2 separate regions of the Gasterosteus aculeatus genome follow, and region 2 is linked to region 1. Evidence: chromatin contacts called from public Hi-C data. All regions are on one chromosome and are shown on one strand. The core of a region is the stretch at or near the end of the contact, and the rest is flanking DNA. Distances in the headings are between cores, read along the strand shown. Region 1 overlaps rabgap1 (RAB GTPase activating protein 1). Region 2 holds the start of strbp (spermatid perinuclear RNA binding protein).

Region 1 (3,262 bases), core at 565-3,064:
CCGTTATGATTTTCTACAGTGTAACTATAACTAACGTTGCCTACTTGTACCTACAAACCTGCTGTTGTGCTATTAATCCACAAGATTTGTTTTTAATGTTTATATTGCTCAAACTTCTCAGTCGGGCTGCTGTTTGGTTAATTAAATGCCAAAACGTAGCGTTATCATCCACCAACAAAAAACATTATCAACGTGTGGAAATTGTTATAGTGTAGGATACATTGTGTATACTTCATGAATTCCAATATAAAGATATCAACACAATACGTCTGCCTCTTGACTCCTCCTGCATTTTTAATGGAAGATCCTACACACAGTAGTTGGAGATGAAGAAGTTAAACTGAAAGTATGGTCATCGTAATACAAAGAACTGAATCACACCATAAAAAGGTCAGTGTTTGTTTGCCATGACTGGTTATAGATATTGTAATATAGAAGGCCAAGTTATGCAATAAAGAAGTCGGTGATTGAAAAAACTCAAATGTATACTCTATTGAAAAAAGGACCTAAAGACTTCTTGCAAAGTCAGTGTACTATGTCAAAAAAGTCCTGGTAATGTCAAATAAAAGCCAAATATAGCCTGTAAAAAAAGAAAGTCATAGTTGGCGTACAGCTTGTAAACAATTCATAGAAAAAATATGTCAAAGTTCTGGTTTAGTTTGTCAAAAAGTAATTATGTCAAAAAAGTTTGTGTTCAAAGACAATTCACACAGAACTAAAACCGTGGCACTAAAAAGCATCGCGGTTCGATACTCGATCGATCTGCGGGAGGCCAAATACAAACTGAATAAACCACCTGGTGCTTTGATGTTTCAGTCGCTTTGGTTTGAAAAGATTTGATCACAGCTGAAAGAACGAAAATGGTAAATAAATCCATTGTTTGAATATTGAATTTAGATGAAAAGGTCTGTGAGACAGCGTACAACTCAAACTAACTGCAGGCCGTACAGTAGCATTAAGTCTAAACATGATTTCATGCGTGCATTTCAGCACGAAAAAGAAAGAAAATAAATATATACCAAATGTTCTATCTCTCGTGCTCGGTAGTACGATCCTCTTTCTGCACGAGCTAAATCAACATGTTGGGATTCCTAACTCACAAATGGGAACCATTTCCATCCCCAGTTTCTGTTGGAAAGTAAAAAGCATTTTCTGTACTATTCAGGTCAAACACCTTCCCTCCATTAGAGCACTCAATGCGTTCAAGGCTCCAAATCTTTAAAAAGAGTTATATATTTAATAGTGCTTTGCAGTTTTATCCGTCTTCCGAGTTCAAAGCCGGCTTCTAAAAAATAAATCTATAAAGCCAAGCATGTTGTTTTTCTGCTGGTTTTCATGTTTCTGCTGAAAAGGATTGGAGGCTACGATTAAGGCTGCTATTGTTATAATAATGAGCGTTCTCTAACTCACCTCCTGGGAAAACCTTCACTGCACATCTGAGACAGTTTACAGCGTGAAAATAAAAGTTTCCTTCCGGTTAATTTTTGTCCGCCCCCTGCAAACCGCCTCCATCAGCTGCTCAAGCTGGATGCAAATCTCCTGGTATCTTACACTTTCATCTCAGTCGTCCTACTCACTCACGCACGGCTGCATTGTTCCCGTCTCTGGGATGAGCTATTTTCTGCCGTGGCCTGCGTGCACTCAATGAACAGGTTGCACTGGTTGCGCTGGAGGTCTCGCGTAGATCATCTGGAGTGTTTCTAACCCAGGAAGGGATCACCCGCCTCTCCTCCTCTTTCCGTCCTGCGTTACACAGCTATAAATACGACCGGCGAGGCAGCAACAGAGTAAAATGCAAAGGTGGAATGCTGATGGGACGGGACATACGAGTGTGTGTGTGTGTGTGTGTGTGTGTGTGTGTGTGTGTGTGTGTTAGATGACACACCCAACAACCTGCTGAACTCGGCGTTGCTCCTGACTGACAACGCACTGAACTCACGTACATATCGTGGGCATGATTTTATTTGAAGAAATATTAAACTGTTGTTAGACCGTATAGTTCTACAAAATGCCAGAGAAATAAAGCCTGTGAATTGAAATCTGAAATGCTGTTGAAACAAAGGTTGGAAGTAAACAATGATTTGTAAAACCAATCAGATAAAAACCTACATATAGACGACCTGTGAACCTTCAGGTTAACGCCTGATGTATTTATATGTTAATATTAATATCTGGATCATGCGTGGGACATTTGGGGGCTCAATGTGGCCTCGAAGGTGAAACCCTGAGTGTTGAATCAAACAAAGCTTCAGTGGTAAGTTAAATGTGGAGAGTTGAGAAAAATGACGAGAACCTTTTCTTTCACATTTAATTAAACTCATATATTTGTGTTTTCCCCCCATTTTTTAATCATGGGAAGTACACTGATTTTAGCACAAATAATAAATTCACATTATTCTGCCTGAACTGCCCTGGATTAATATAAATTTACCTCCAGTACGTCGCAATGAGGGACGATGTGTCCCAAGCAGCGCTCACAGGTCACAAACGTCACAAAGATGTTGTACATGCGGATATATTTCTAAAAGTAGTTGGCGGCGTTTTATTTTATCTGTGTTCACTTAGTAGATTCTGATTAGATGAGAGATTTTGAATCAAGACATTTGTGTTTCTGCATCGAGTGTTATGGGGCTTTTCCCACGGGAGACATTTGACCTCTTAATCAAATCACACGTGTTACCGACATGTGTGACGGCCGTGTTCTTTTCAAGACCCTGTGCGACATATCGGGAACCTGAAAAAGAATAAGCAAAACAGCGTTATCATTTGCCATAAATACATTATTATGTGTATTATTCTATTGACTCCACAGTGCTTTTCCTTCTGCAATAACACACCAAGCATATTCATTTAAACAATTTGTGTTAAATACAAGATGAAGCAATTGAAATAATATGTAACAATATACTTTATGTGATATTATGTCACGTAACGCTTTGCAGTGTTACGCTATGCTGCGTCCGTTTAGATGGTCACTCATTGTTTCCATTTGCTAATTAACAAACCCCAAAATCCAGGCATTTGGAGCCTACTTTTGCACAGTTAAAGAACTAATAACAGATATCTATACCAAGAAAAAGAGCTTAATAACCTGAAACTGTCTTGCACCGTTCTGCTCTTGAACTTCAGAGAAGGCCGAGCACAGTGAAGGATTTTAAACATCACACTGAATGGGCCTTGTGATGTGGCTCTGAACATTTTATAGATTGCTCTCTCTAAAGCACCGAATCCCCGGCAACTTGCAGCGTTTTCGCTTCGAAAA
Region 2 (3,262 bases), core at 503-3,002, 64 kb after region 1:
AACGAGCCCAAACACCTCTTTCTCTTTCTCGTTGTGACAGCACGTTAAGCCCCTCATAAAACACCGGGGTGAAGACAAATACAAAAAACAGCGCTAGAAATAAAAAAAAGAAAATTTAAAAAGCAACTTACGGTGTGAGCAGTAAGTTGTCGGTGGCCCGTCACTGCAACCGAGACGTAGACATCCAAAAACGGGTCAAAGAATAACATAAATCCCACTAAATGAGCGCGCCGAACCTGAGCTGTCACCGTCCGCTCTGCTCGAGCCTCAACAAAAGCGGAGCAGCGAGGCAGAGAGCTCGCGCAGCCGCCTGCTGGTTCCTGCGCGCGAGCAGCACGAGACGAGCGAGCGAGAGAGAGAGGAAAAGGGGAGGGGGCGTTGCTGTCCAGTGCGCATGTGCGAAGCGAGTCGATTCATTCCGCTGGAGTGCGGCTGTGAAAAGGCAGTAACAATGGCAGGAGGAAATGCGCTGCGTGTATTTCATTGTTTATTCATTCATCTTTCTTTTTTTTGTGTGAGGTAGCATTAGAAACGCGGGTGACAGTGAAATAAACAGCGGCGGATGCAGTAGAAAAGGGTTGTTGTTCACTTAGTTAATTTAATTGAATATAACTTGGACAACTATTGACTAATTTGTCATCAATTAGCCATCGTATGAACGTTTTATTTTACCTTAATCTCGATCAATCGTTAAATCGAGGCATTAATCTGTCAGACAATTGGGACAAATGGTCCTACAACTTCCCAGAGCGATTATTTAACAGTCCGAAGATTCCTGTTATAGACATGAGAATGATACAATTCTCACATTTCAAAAGCTCAAATCAGATAAAGAGTTTGTTCATATTACTTCATCCACGAGTTGGCTTAAAAGCTCGATTTAGTCATTTTCTCATGGTTGGCTAATCGATTTTTCGCATAATCCTCTCAGCATTAAATTAGATTCAATTGCTAAAATAAAAAGGGAACGCGCTGCCTTTCAATTAGACTGTAGCTGAAATTGGTCAAACTAAAAAAAAGGCTGTACATTTAAGTGGAAATGGGGACACATCCCGATTAGAAAGAGTCTATGAATATATGTTGACTCCCTCTCAAGTGAAGCATATTTCTCTCTCTCTCCAAATCCCAGACAGTCTTATAAATAATTCAGCAATAAAAACTCGCCTCTGCCTGCTTGCCTGGTTGCATGCAGCATCAAAAAGAAGCCCATCACCCCCCCCCCCCCCCCCCCCCCCCCCCCCCCCCCCACACACACACACACACACACACACCCTCCTGCAAGGCGTCAATCCACGCCGGCGTTACCAATTAAAACAAATCGCGGAGCAAAATAAAAAAGTTCAATCAACATTCTGGTTTCTCGCAAATGGCTGTGGCCGGTCAGCCAGATCAGCCGGGGATTACGGGGCTTCTGTCAACTATCAATAGCCTCCCGCGTCTGCAAGCGGCGGTTACAATGCGCAGACGGCGCGGAGCGACCGAGCACCGATGATGCGGTTTGTCCTGTCCGCGGATCGGAGGGGAGAGCAGAGATCTTCGACGACAAATTGAATCCAAGATACAGTGTCCCAGACCCCCCCAAACAATCCCACCCGAATCCCCATTCAAACCATCACGGCTGAGCCTCAGTGAAATAAACCAAAAGTGTAAAGCCAGGGGCGACAAAGCCATTTACCTGCGCGGGGCTTCCGTTCGGCTCGCCCGGTATTACTCTCTTCCCCCCCCCCCCCCACCCGCTCGCTCACTCGGGACTGCCGGACGGAGAATTTAGAAGGGATTTGTTCACGTGGTCGCGCTCCGCGATCCTAATTGGCGGAGCGACTCGAGCCCGCTGCTGGCACTCGCACCTGTGCGGAGAACGGTGCATCGGGGAGAGACCCAAGGGGGGAGGAGGGGGAGGAAGAGGGGGGTGACAAGGACCAAAGAAAGCAGATGCGTGCAGTTTAAATGCATAATCCCCCCCTGCGTGTGTCTGTAAGTGTAGGTGTGTTTGTGTGTGAGAGAGGGAAAGGAAGAGGGAAAATGCTATATGTAGTGCACTAAACAGTACTGCTGATTTATATTAAACACGTAGCATATGTATAGTCTCCATAAAATGAACGCAGTCGAACCAGAACACAGACTACAAAATCTGATTATTATTATTATTATCGTTTTGTTCTTTGCCTAAAACCCACTGCTTGTAAAGCATTGCTTTTTTCTAAAAGTCACTTTTTTGCATACAAATACAACTGACCCTTGACATTAAACACCTGGACACATGAGGCACTCTGAAGCATTTTTGAAGAATTTATAGGAAGGGTCAGGGCAGACCTGACGTCTGCAGCTACAGATCATATTCTGTGCATACATTATTGATCTCTTTTTTTTTTACCAGTTTGATGAAGCATAGGCCTACTTTGAAGCCAGTCTCAGATGAATCTTATGTATCTTCACAATAATCTCCACGGGTCTTCCTCAATAAACAACCCTCGAGCAGCAAGCTATAACATAGAGCAAATTGAGAAAAAGATTTGATAAGCATTCAAATTCTGCACAGTGACGTATCTGTAGATAAAGCCTGCCTTCACTGCAACATTAACAACACCACATCTGTCACACATCTGTCAATAGCATGGCAGACGGATAAGTACGCTACGCTAACACACCGCGCTGATTTTCTGCCGTTACTGTTGGCAACCTTTTGAGTCTTACTGTTCATTTTTCACCGTGCTTGTTGCCAGTATAATATCATCTCTCCCATGTGAAATATGCAAACAGTCAAATGCAGTTGATGGTATCGCAGCAAATTATGCCTCAAATAGCTTAGCATAACGGCCACACACACACTCATGCATATTTACACAGAGGTCTTGAGGTTAAGGCTTGTAAGCGAGGCAGGGGCAAACCTCGGAATATTATTTAGTCCTTACTGTATTCCCAATTTAACGCATGCACACATCCCCACAATACACACAAACGCAGCTATTTATCTACCTACTGAGGCCACGGCGCAGTCAATGGTGCAGAATATTTTTAGATTTCATGTGGGTTGCAGGTGCTGCTCTACTCAATCAGGTCGCGGCAAATAGAGCCGTGTTTTAACTGAAACATCCAATGCCCTTGAATCCTTCCAGCGAAGTCTTTGCCTTCCCGCATTTAGCGTTGATTTTTAAAGCAGGAGAGCAGATGCTGTGTTGGTTATGTCACTACTTGCACTGAATGCTCTCAGAATGACGAGGAAAGTGAGGATATCTACAATTTGTGGTATCTTCCCTTCTCC

The links. A called contact is a pair of places that touch in the nucleus more often than the background predicts.
Region 2: a contact with region 1 is called in a Hi-C map of skeletal muscle, with 2.5 times the contacts expected there. The contact joins the promoter of strbp here to the enhancer-like site in region 1. A contact is called at or near these places in 4 of 6 Hi-C or Micro-C datasets (skeletal muscle, tail fin and whole body).

What each region holds. Positions count from the first base shown.
Region 1 is chr14:8,926,082-8,929,343 of fGasAcu3.hap1.1, forward strand. It overlaps rabgap1 (RAB GTPase activating protein 1), which reads left to right. Exons shown (of 27, transcript XM_040198332.2): 27 at 1-264. Among protein-coding and RNA genes, the nearest start is that of LOC144388216, 3.9 kb to the left of the region's middle. Within about 2 kb of position 1,815, at least 4 of the 9 cell types and tissues checked have open chromatin away from gene starts, as enhancers often do.
Region 2 is chr14:8,989,758-8,993,019 of fGasAcu3.hap1.1, forward strand. strbp (spermatid perinuclear RNA binding protein) reads right to left here and starts at 1,753. Exons shown (of 19, transcript XM_040198367.2): 1 at 1,676-1,753.